Linked DNA regions of Sus scrofa: regions 1 and 2 are each linked to region 3. Evidence: chromatin contacts called from public Hi-C data. All regions are on one chromosome and are shown on one strand. Each heading gives the region's core, a stretch centred on a gene start, on an enhancer-like site or on the middle of the called end of the contact. The rest is flanking DNA. Distances are from core to core; before and after follow the strand shown.

Evidence for each region. Hi-C and Micro-C count contacts between places; a contact is called where the count stands out from the background.
Region 1: a contact with region 3 is called in a Hi-C map of skeletal muscle, with 5 times the contacts expected there. The contact joins the promoter of RBL2 here to the promoter of CHD9 in region 3. A contact is called at or near these places in 5 of 47 Hi-C or Micro-C datasets (heart right ventricle, liver, omental adipose tissue and 1 more).
Region 2: a contact with region 3 is called in a Hi-C map of epiblast stem cells, with 2.3 times the contacts expected there. The contact joins the promoter of AKTIP here to the promoter of CHD9 in region 3. A contact is called at or near these places in 3 of 47 Hi-C or Micro-C datasets (embryonic fibroblasts, epiblast stem cells and fibroblasts) and 2 of 2 datasets of contacts at active chromatin or transcription factors (alveolar macrophages and skeletal muscle).

Annotation. Positions count from the first base shown.
Region 1 is chr6:31,799,881-31,803,392 of Sscrofa11.1, reverse strand. It overlaps RBL2 (retinoblastoma-like protein 2), which reads left to right and starts at 1,346. Exons shown (of 22, transcript XM_021094168.1): 1 at 1,346-1,727; 2 at 2,724-2,854. The coding sequence starts at 1,488.
Region 2 is chr6:31,745,377-31,748,986 of Sscrofa11.1, reverse strand. AKTIP (AKT interacting protein) reads right to left here and starts at 1,307. Exons shown (of 10, transcript NM_001243463.1): 1 at 1,265-1,307.
Region 3 is chr6:32,070,234-32,073,912 of Sscrofa11.1, reverse strand. It overlaps CHD9 (chromodomain-helicase-DNA-binding protein 9), which reads left to right and starts at 1,938. Exons shown (of 40, transcript XM_021094174.1): 1 at 1,938-2,061.

The DNA.
Region 1 (3,512 bases), core at 97-2,596, 270 kb after region 3:
ATTGAACCTGTGGATGCACAACCTTTGCAGACTGAGGGCCCACTGCATCTTTTACATATCATGGGTGTTTTTCTTAATGACCTGTACATATTCCTTTGAAATGTAGTCATCAGGAAGGATATGGCCTCATCTCCCAGTCTCTGTGGGAGGATTGTCTTCTTCTTCTTCTTTTTTTTTTTTTTTTTGTCTTTTTGCCTTTTCTAGGGCCGCTTCCCTCGGCATATGGAGGTTCCCAGGCTAGGGGTCTAATTGGAGCTGTAGCTGCTGGCCTACACCAGAGCCACAGCAACTCCGGATCCAAGCCGTGTCTGCGACCTACATCACAGCTCATGGCAACGCCAGATCCTTAACCCACTGAGCAAGGCCAGGGATCCTTAACCCACTGTGCCACAATGGGAACTCCAGGGAGGGCTGTCTTCTAACTTCAACAAACTGACAACTAGCAGAACCTGGTGGCCTAATCACATTCATACTCACCAATCCTTCCTACTTTTTTTTCTTGAGCTCTGCTCTCGCACCATCTCTTCTCCTTCATCTCTCCTTTAAAACCTCAATCATCTCTGCACAAATCAAAACAGAACCCAGTTCTTCCCCCTAATGTCAGTAGTGATGGAATAAAATATTTTCATCCCTTTCACTGATGAAAGCTTCCTCTTGGAGAAGAGGCTTCTCCAAGGGACCTGGGCTTCCTCACAGTATGGTGGCTGGGTTTAGAGATTCAGTGGAAAGAGAGAGAGAAGTGACCCCATACAAAACTTCAATGCCTTAAGACTCCTAGTGCATGAAAATGTTTTATACTGTACCCCCTGTAAATCCATAAGGATTGGAAATATAGGGATTCATAAAGATTTGAACAGAGATAGCAAAATGAAAATAAAAGAATGAATTTAAAGCAACGGAGTGACTAAGAATAGTACAAATACAGTCACCTGTAGGTGAAGATAAATTCACCCTATGGGGAAAAAAGAATTAATACTTAAAAAAAAAATCCAATAATTACTTGAAAGTCTCACATGAAATTTAAAAACAGTAAAAAACTAAAAGAGACCCCTAAATTTGAATTTAGGCAGACTCTTACTATAATATTTATTTTTTAGATAAGGACGCGCAGGTGATGGGTATTCTGGGGACATCTTGGACACTACACCTTCTCAAGTCAATGTTTCTTGGATGGTTTCTCTTCAATACAGCCCTGCAAAAATGGTCTCTCTATGAGGAGGTACCTGAAATATACAAAAGTCCCTTTTATTTAACCCGGAGGGAGACGACACGAGATGATTTTTAAAATATGATTTTTGATCCCCGTGGGCTGGACTACATTTCCCAGCAGGCCTCACTCGGAACTACGGGTGCCGACGTGAGGTCTAGCGCCGTTGGCGGCGGCGCAGTCTTGAAGCGGGCGGCGGACAGGCGGGCGCTTTGCGGTTTGAATGGCTGCGGGCCCGGGCCCTCGGCTCACCTGAGGACCGGCCGCCCAGGTGTGCACTATGCCGTCGGGAGGCGACCAGTCGCCGCCGCCCCCTCCTCCCCCTCCGGCGGCGGCGGCCTCGGACGAGGAGGAGGAAGACGATGGCGAGGCGGAGGACGCCGCGCAGCCTTCTCGGTCGCCAGCCCCTCAGACCCAGCAACGGTTTGAAGAGCTGTGCAGCCGACTGAACATGGACGAGGCGGCGCGGGCGGAGGCCTGGGACAGCTACCGGAGCATGAGCGAGAGCTACACGCTGGAGGTGAGCCCGGGGGAGGAGACCAGCGGCTTTCTGGGCCTAGTGGTCGCGCCTCGCCTCCGGGGACGGGGCCCCATCTCACCCCGGCTAGGACGCCCTGCGGGGGGATCCCCCGGGCCGACCCCAGCCTTGAGCCGGGAGGGAAACCTCTCTGCGCAGCTTCGTTCTGGAAACCTGGCTCTTGAAAAACTCTTGACGGTCCGGAAAGTGAACCCTGACTCGCTGCTCTTCCCTCTCCGGTTCCGAAGGGAGAACAGCCCTTGCCCTAAAGTAGCACTGCGAGGCTGAGGTTGGGCTGGAGTCCAATTACAAAAACACAACCACCTTGTTGGCAGAATGAACAGGTGCAGTTGTCAAGATCAAGACCATACTCGGGGGGGTGGGGGTGGGGTGCAGGGACTTGCCTACGTTCGCACCGAGATTAACCCGATTTTAGCGCCTGCGTTTCCAGGCTTCTTCAGTTCTTTTCCTCTTGTAGCAAATTGCTTTCGTTCAGGCAGTGTATCCGTTTGAGTACATTGTTAACGTTTCGGGCTGTGTTTATGTATGTGTAAACAAAGACGAATCTTCCGTAGAGCAAAAGAAACGAGCTTTCTGCCTGCCTAGATATAGACTCACGTCTCTAGGAAGTCAGAAATGGGGCGACCTTGGGGACCTTTTGGTCCCCCCAGACATTGCACAGGACTCTTATAGTCGCTGTGATCAAGGTGTGTTTTGTCTCTTTCTTTGGACGGGGCTTGCAGAGGAGAAAAATGGCCATTCTAGCCAGTGAGGCTCTACTCTGTAGGCACCTCCCCTTTATGGGCCAATGGGAAGTGACACGGAAGTCTACATTGTTTATCTGCTGTTTGACTGCCTGTTTGAGTGGTATTTAAACAGGAGGCCATATGATTTTCTTAAGTTATTTTATAGTTTATGGCAAGTAGGCGAATAGGCTCAGAATGGGAAGGTCTAACTGAGGTGTTATTTAACTAAAATCAGTTTTCTTTTATGTTACAGGGAAATGATCTTCATTGGTTAGCATGTGCCTTATACGTGGCTTGCAGAAAATCTGTGCCAACTGTAAGCAAAGGAACAGTTGAGGGAAACTATGTATCTTTAACCAGAATCCTGAGATGTTCAGAGCAGAGGTAACTCAGCTATATTAGAGTTTGTAGTGTGACTAATATAAAAGCTTATAAATCACAGTGACCATGAGAATTCTCTTTATTTATTATTTTCTGAGCATTTGTACCTATGGAGTGCTAAATTTAGAAGCTAGGTCATGGTTTTCCTTTACCACATCTAAGTTAGTATCCATTATATGTTATTTATTTGTCAAAAAGTATTTACATTTTATTTTATTTTATTTTGCTTTTTAGGGCCACACCCGTGGCATATGGAAGTTCCCAGATTAGGGGTCAAATAGGAGCTGTGGCCTACGCCACAGCAATGCCAGATCTGAGTTGCATCTGCGACCTACACCACAGCTCACAGCAACCCTAGATCTTAACCCACTGAGCAAGGCCAGGGATCAAACCCACATCCTCATGGATACTAGTTGGGTTCATTACTGCTGAGCCATAATGGGAACTCCTTAAATTTTAATGTACTGGGCATTTGTATAAAGTGTTTACTATTAAAGGTTATGACTCATCCTTATGTAATATTGGGAGAATTCTAAATAAGGATATTCTAAAATGAAAAGGTAATAAAATATTATATGGTGTTAAATTTAGAGCTACGTACACAAGACTTGTATCTTATATATGGAACATGTAAATACTTAGTTTCCTCTTTGGAGGATAA
Region 2 (3,610 bases), core at 58-2,557, 320 kb after region 3:
GGGGTATAGATAATCCTTTTGGGCAAGTATGAAAACAACAGTGGTTCTCAGGTCCCGAGTAATATATGAAGCACCCAACTGACATCTAGGACAGACCTGATTTAACAGGGGAACCTATCCCCTGGGATACACTGTGCACCACCATATAAATTTACTGGGGTGGATCAGTCACCTGTAAGGTCCCTTCCAAGTCGAACACGTAATGATTCAACAAGTTTGCCTTTAAGAAGCAAATAAAACTGACTTCCAGCTTCTCCTGTCTTTAAAAAAGAGGTACTGTCTACTGCTCCCTATGTATCCAGCAAAGACATAACCACCTGGAGAATTTTAAAACATTTTTCAGGAGTAACTCACCACTTAATAGATGTCTACCCTACCCAGGCGCAGTATTGCAGTTTCTAAAAGGAGTAACATAGATAGAAGAAAACACAGGACAAGTCCTAGTCATTCGAAACAATTTTAGACTTTGTGCTGCTTTGGTCGTACATCAACACGAGCGCCTTTCTTTACAACGTAAAGCTGAGAAGCCCTATCTTGGCTAGCCCTACATGAATGATCCGCACCAAAACTTAGGGGATGCGCGGTGCGTTCCTCCTATGTACCATAGACCCTACACAGGCACAAGACCCCGAACAGCCCTAAATTCTTTCTTAAGGGGCGAAGGAGGAGGACCCGGGGAAAAGATGAAAACAGCCTTGACCCCGGCCCCTTGGGACACCCGGGACGGGAACCCTCGCCTGGGGCGGAAACCCATCTCTGCGCATGCAGGGAATCTGGACAAACCTGTCTCGGGATGATGCAAGGCAGGGGCCAAAGCCCTACTCGCAAGCATAGGGCGAAGCCGGCCCCAGGCCCGCGAAACACTGGCGGGGACGGGGGAGCTGGGGGCTCGAGACTCGGACCCCACCCCCACCCCCGACCTGGGAGCGGGTTGGAGCCGGGCGTGGGGACGGGGCCCCGAGGAGGGTAGGCCCCGGACGGGGCGAGCCAGTCAGGCCCGCCTGCCCTCCTCAGGCCGGCCCGGCCCAGCTCCCCAAGAGCCCCCAAAGCCAGTCCGGGTCGCCGCAGCCGCCGGGGCATCAGGTATCTGCAAAGGCGGACAGGTGCCCTGCCCCGCCCCCGTGTCCCAGCTCGGCCTCCGTCACTAGCGAGTCGAGAGCCCCCCATACGGTAGGCAAATGCCGGACCCGGGGACGCAGGTGGCCCGGGTTTGAGGGCTCCACGGCCCTCGTGAACCTACCACCGTTCTGACAATGCCCCTCACCTTGGTGCTTTTAACGCAGTGTTCCCGGCTGCCGAGCGCCGTGGCGGCCCCACAGCATCTCTGGCCGCAGCGCGAGCCCGGACCCTGCCTACTCCCCGCCCCGCCCGGCTCTTGGCCTTGAGCTCCGCCCCTCATCCCTCTCTCCCCACCACCCCCGGGCCCGGAAGCTTCCGCCCAGCCTCACAGCGCCGAGTGGCTCCCATACCTGTCCGCCAAGGACGTTCTTCCGGGGGCGTTGGGGCGGCGACACTAGGGCCTGCCAATCAAATCTGCTCGGCTCGGGTGGGGCTGCACTTGACCCTCCCCTTACATAACAGGGAACCCTTACTCACAGAAGTTTCGGCCTGGGGGCAGGGAGGCGGCGGAAACAAGTGCCTGGACATAATTGGTCACGGCATCCGCCAGTCACCATGGAAACCAGCCCCAAGGTTTGTTCTTGGCCCGCACTGCGTTTCAAGAAGGCTGTGACGGGGTGTTTCCCAAGCCTGGGGCGGGGAGGAGCGCGGGGCAGGAGCCCTCTGAGAGGAGCCTGGGGGCGGGGCAGTCTCCCGACATCCTGGCCGCCCGCCCTGTTCGCTCCCCTGCTCCAAGCAGCCGGAGACCGCCACGTCCTGCCCACCTGGGTTGAGACGTCCTGCAGTGGGAGGGGCTGGGGTCTCTGTCAGGTTGGGAGAACCTAGTAGAACACCAGGTGTGCCGTGAGAAACGCCCAGTTTCTAAGGAATGGAGGAGTGAAGGGACACGGAGGATGGGGAGCTAAACTTACTAAGTCATCCTTTGGCAGTAGCACTGCCAGAAGAGCGTTTGTAAAGTCCATATCGGACCCAATCTCTAGAACCCGAATCTGGAGAAGTACCAACAAAGTACCTTGGTCACAAGCTCCTCTGGTGGTCCTGGTATGCACTGAAGTTTAAAGACCCTCTCTCGTGGTAACATAGCTCCCGGTCCTCTGAGTTTTAACTTTTATTTTTACCTCGCAAACCCCTTCTTTGATCTGGAATATTTTTACCACATCTAACCCACGCTAACTGTAAAGTTAGAAAGGCGCTCAAAAGCCTTCCACGGGAGCCATTTCAGACGAATAAGATCTACACCCCGCCTGATTTCCAAGGCACCCCCCACGCTGGCCTCGTTCCCATACTCCCATTTCATTTCCCACGTTTCTCTCCAGCCTCATTCTGTGACGGCTGCCCTTGGCTTTCACACCTACAAGCCTTTTCTTACCATGGTCTCGTCTCTTGGGATGTCCTTCCAGTCTCCACCTAACTCTGTCTTATACCCAGAAAAGGACAAATAGTCTCTGATCGGGTTGCTTGTTCAATTTTTGGTTGCCTTTAACATTCTGGTAAAACCACCTCTTTGTGAAATGGCAGGCAGCTAAACGCCTCTAATCCCAAGGGTTGGTTCTGAGATCCACTTTCCTCTTCTAGCGAAAAACATTCCTGAGCCATTTCCTTTTGTCCAGTTTGAATACACTTAGGAATGCTCTAATGCCCTTAATATTCATCTCAGTGACTATGAAGAGGAAGATAAGCAGGAAATCCTTTCTCCTGGCCACAGGTGGTCTCCCTTGGCACTTCTCTAACCCAATCCTTCCCAACCTCCTTGGCAGACTCATCATCCTCTGAACTTTTTTCCAATCTCACCCTCTGCTCTCCTCCTTGGCAATCTCATCCCTTCCCTAAGCTTCGCCAAGGACTCACATCATTTTTCCAGCTCAGACCTCTCCACTGAGTGTCAGATGCCTACACCAAACTGCCCATTTAGCACCGGATCCTTCAGACACATTATTAGAATCCTTACAGCTGCCTGTGCTGGAAAACCCAACTCAAACCTGCTTGCAGAGCAAGGGGATTTGCTTCAAGTGGTAGGGCAGGTTACAGTGGTAGCACCCTGGGCTCTGGCACTGCTTTCCTTCTAGTGCCTGGAATTTTCAGGCTGGTGTAGCAAGATGGCTGTTGCCATTCCAGATACACTCAGATATGACAATGTCTAGCAAAATAAAAAGGATCCTTTTCTTCCAGGGGTCTTTTTAAAATTAGAGCTGCAGGAGTTCCCGTCGTGGCGCAGTGGTTAACGAATCCGACTAGGAACCATGAGGTTGCGGGTTCGGTCCCTGCCCTTGCTCAGTGGGTTAACGATCCGGCGTTGCCGTGAGCTATGGTGTAGGTTGCAGACGCGGCTCGGATCCTGCGTTGCTGTGCCTCTGGCGTAGGCCGGTGGCTACAGCTCCGATTGGACCCCTAGCCTGGGAACCTCCATATGCCGCGGGAGCGGCCCAAGAAATAGCAACAACAACAACAACAACAACAGAAAGACAAAAAGACAAAAGACAAAAAAATAAAA
Region 3 (3,679 bases), core at 689-3,188:
CCACTGCACCATTATGGGAACTCCAAAATTGGTGGGTTTTTTTGGTCTTTTTTTTTTTTAGGGCCACACCTGCGGCATATGGAGGTTCCCAGGCTAGGGGTCTAATCGGAGCTGTAGCCACCGGCCTACACCACAGCCACAGCAACTCGGGATCCGAGCCACATCTGCGACCTACACCACAGCTCACAGCAACGCTGGATCCTTAACCCACTCACTGATCGAGGCCAGGGACCGAACCTGCAACATGTTTCCTGGTAAGAGTCGCTTCTGCTGCACCACGATGGGAACTCCCAAAATTGATATATTTTTGAAAAACAAGTCCACAGCACAATATTGTAAGTCAGCTATACCTCAATAAAACTCTAAAAAATGAAAGAAAAAAACATCATGAGAATTCCCATCATGGCTCAGTGGTTAACGAATCTGACTAAGAACCATGAGGTCGTGGGTTCGATCCTTGGCCTTGCTCAGTGGGTTAAGAATCTGGTGTTGCTGTGAGCTGTGGTGCAAGTTGCAGACACAGCTTGGATCTGGCATTGCTGTGGCTGTGGTGTAGGCCAGCAGCTGTAGCTCCGCTTAGACCCCTAGGCTGGGAACCTCCATGTGCTGGGGGTGCGGCCCTAGAAGACAAAAAAGAAAAAAAAATCATGTACTTAAGAACTCAATCACATAGCTTTGCATTTTTGTGTGTTAAAAGTGTTGATATGGAATGTATAAGCGAGGAGATCCTGCTGTATAGCACTGGGAACTATATCTAATCACTTGTGATGGAGCAGGATGGAGGATAATGTGAGAAAAAGAATGTGTGTATATATATGCATGTGTGTGTGTGTGTGTATGTGTGTGTGTGTGTGTGTGAGAGAGAGAGAGAGAGAGAGAGACTGGATCACTGTGCTGTACAGTAGAAAACTGACAGGACACTGTAAACCATCTATAATGGAAAAAATAAAAATCACTAAAAAATTAATAAAAAATAAGTGTTAATAAGTGTTACATAAATGTGAATTCAACAAAGGCAGAGATTCTGAGGTGCTTAAGTCTGCGTCATAACCCTTGTGCATAGGAAAGCGGCACATAGTAGGTGCTCAGTTAACATTTATTGAAGGAAGAAATAAATGAAATGTACACATTTAAAATAATCCACCATCTTCCTGACCTTGAGAACCAATTAATAGGTGCTCAGTCAAGGGCAGTGCTCCTCCAACCCTGGAGACAATTGGAAATATGAAATGTTGGTTTTAGTTGTCTCGGTGACTAAAGGGTGGCTATTCTAGGGGTCTTAAATGCCCTGCAGTGCCAGGATGGCCCCAACCAAAAAAAATGTCAATGGCATCCGGTTCAGAAACATAAACATCAACTTGCCAATTCCTAAGGGACCTGTGTCTCCAGACTCTACAGAATGTGACACAGACTGGGCGATTAATGAAGTTCAGCCAAAGAGACTGGAGGGAACCGGGAAGGAAGGCAACGGCTGGGGCGGGGACGGGGGGTGGCGGCAGTGGAGGGGGGTTAGGCAGGGCCAAAAGAGGGTTACTAGTAGAGAAGTAGAGAAAAGGCCTCCCGGCCTTGAGAGAAACCCAGGTCCCTTGCATCTTCTGATGTTCCCAGCATATTTAAAGGGCAGGCTATGCCAAATTGAAAAGCTTCTGGATGAAAGGCTAAGATCCCCGAGTCGGGCCAGGAAAATCCCAGGATGGCTCTCAGGCCAGCAGCCAGGGTCTGGCTGCCCCTCCGAGCTCCCAACAGAAAGTTCAGCAAGTTCAGGTCCTAGCGCCCTTCAGGGAGTGAAGGCCGTCCCACCCAGCCGGGATGTGTGCCCGGGGTGCGCAGCTTGTTGGAAAACCGCCCACGTGGGAAGCCCGGGCTGCATTTCCGCCTGAATCCGCCTGCGCTCCCACCTCCCAACCGATTCCCTGCGCGGCCGCCCCTCGCCCACTAGGTGGCGCCTGAGCTCTTGGTGGGCGCCTCTCCGGCGCAGACGAGAGCGACCGCCGAGCCCGGCGACAGATCGAACCCGAGTCCCAGGATTCCGGGAACTGGAGGGCAGCGCCGGCAGCCAAGGTAAGATTCCTGAGCCCCGGGCGTCTCCTGCGAACCTCTGTGGTTGGGGTGGGCAGCGTGGCGGCCGCCGAGCCCCGCTGGCCGTCTCCGCAGATGACCAGACTCGTCGCCGCGGCCGCACGTGTGGGTGCCTGCGGGAACCCGGAGACCCGGCATCTCCAAGCCAGGCCTAGAGGCAGAGCAGGACCCCGGGTCTCTCGCACACACACATCCTCCACTAGCCGGTGCCTCTGGAAAGCCTGCTCAGATTCCCGAACAGCCAGTCCTAGGAGGAAAAAAAAAAAAAAAAAGAGTTTCTGTTACCCAAAGCGACTGCAGCGTTGGAGCTGAGTGCACATTAGATCCAAAACACCATTTCTCAAACTTGCCTGCACGTTGGAGTCGCTTGGGAAGCACTGAAAAATACTGATGCCCCGTTTCCCTCTCACCCCACCCTCCTCCGAGACTCAGATGTAAGTGGTCTGAGTTGGGGCCTGGGCATCTGGAAATTTAAAGCTTCCCAGGAGATTCCAACTAGCCATCAAGTCTAAGGACCCTTGATCTAAAAAGATTGTAGAAAATAAAGCGGCCGACAGTTGTTGCAGCGAAGAATGCTGCTGCTGCTTCTCCTCCTCCTTCTTCAGCATGCCTTTGACAGGAAACATCTCCTTTGAGCTGTCAAACCCAAGATAACAAACCAACATCCTCCCTCCCCACAGGGCTGGTTCTAAAGAGGTTGAACTTGAAAGTGGACAGGGAACAGAAAGACACAGATGTAGAATATGAAAGAAGACTCTTGCGGGGGGGGGGTTCTCCTTATCCTGATCCCACAGGAAGTTCAGGGGGCCTCCTGGAGCTGCCATTATAATTTTAGTAAATGCTGCGCATACAGCAAAGCGGTTGTGAGCATGGGCTTGGAGTCCCCAGAGCCAGCCCTTCCTGGGCTGGATGACCCTTGAAAAACTCATGGATCCACTCCTCGCCTGAGTTTCTTCATCTGCAAAATGGGAGTGGAGCAGAAAGGTCTGAGAGTTGCTGTGGGAATGATTGACCGCCAGGGTCTGCTTGTGCCGGCCACTGTGCTAAATACTTTCTCTGCATTGCCACACTGACTCCTCACCATAGCTGAGGAGCCGGTGCTCAGAGAGGCCAAGAGACTTGCTCAGGGTTAAATAATAAGAGGCAGACCCTGTGTTTGAACCCAGGCAGTCTGATTCCAGAGCCCCTGGCAAAAGTAAAATAATCTGGGCGTTCCCTTTATGGCTCAGCCGAAACAAATCTGACTAGCATCCATGAGGACACAGGTTCAATCCCTGGCCTCGCTCAGTGGATTAAGAATCTGGCATTGCTGTGAGCTGTGGTGTAGGTCACAGATGTGGCTCAGATCCCAAGCTGCTATAGCTGTGGTGTAGGCCGGCAGCTGTAGCTCCGATTCAACCCCTAGCCTGGGAACCTCCATATGCCACGGGTGCAGCCCTAAAAAGACAAAAAAGACCAAAAAAAAGTGCAATAATCTGCTGTTTCCCTTATTGATGGAGAGAACATAGAAAAAGCACTTCACACAGGGCAGCTTATAGTGTCTCCTCCGTAAACACTAGCTGTCATTTCTGCCAAAGCACTTTCGCTGAACTGACTCATG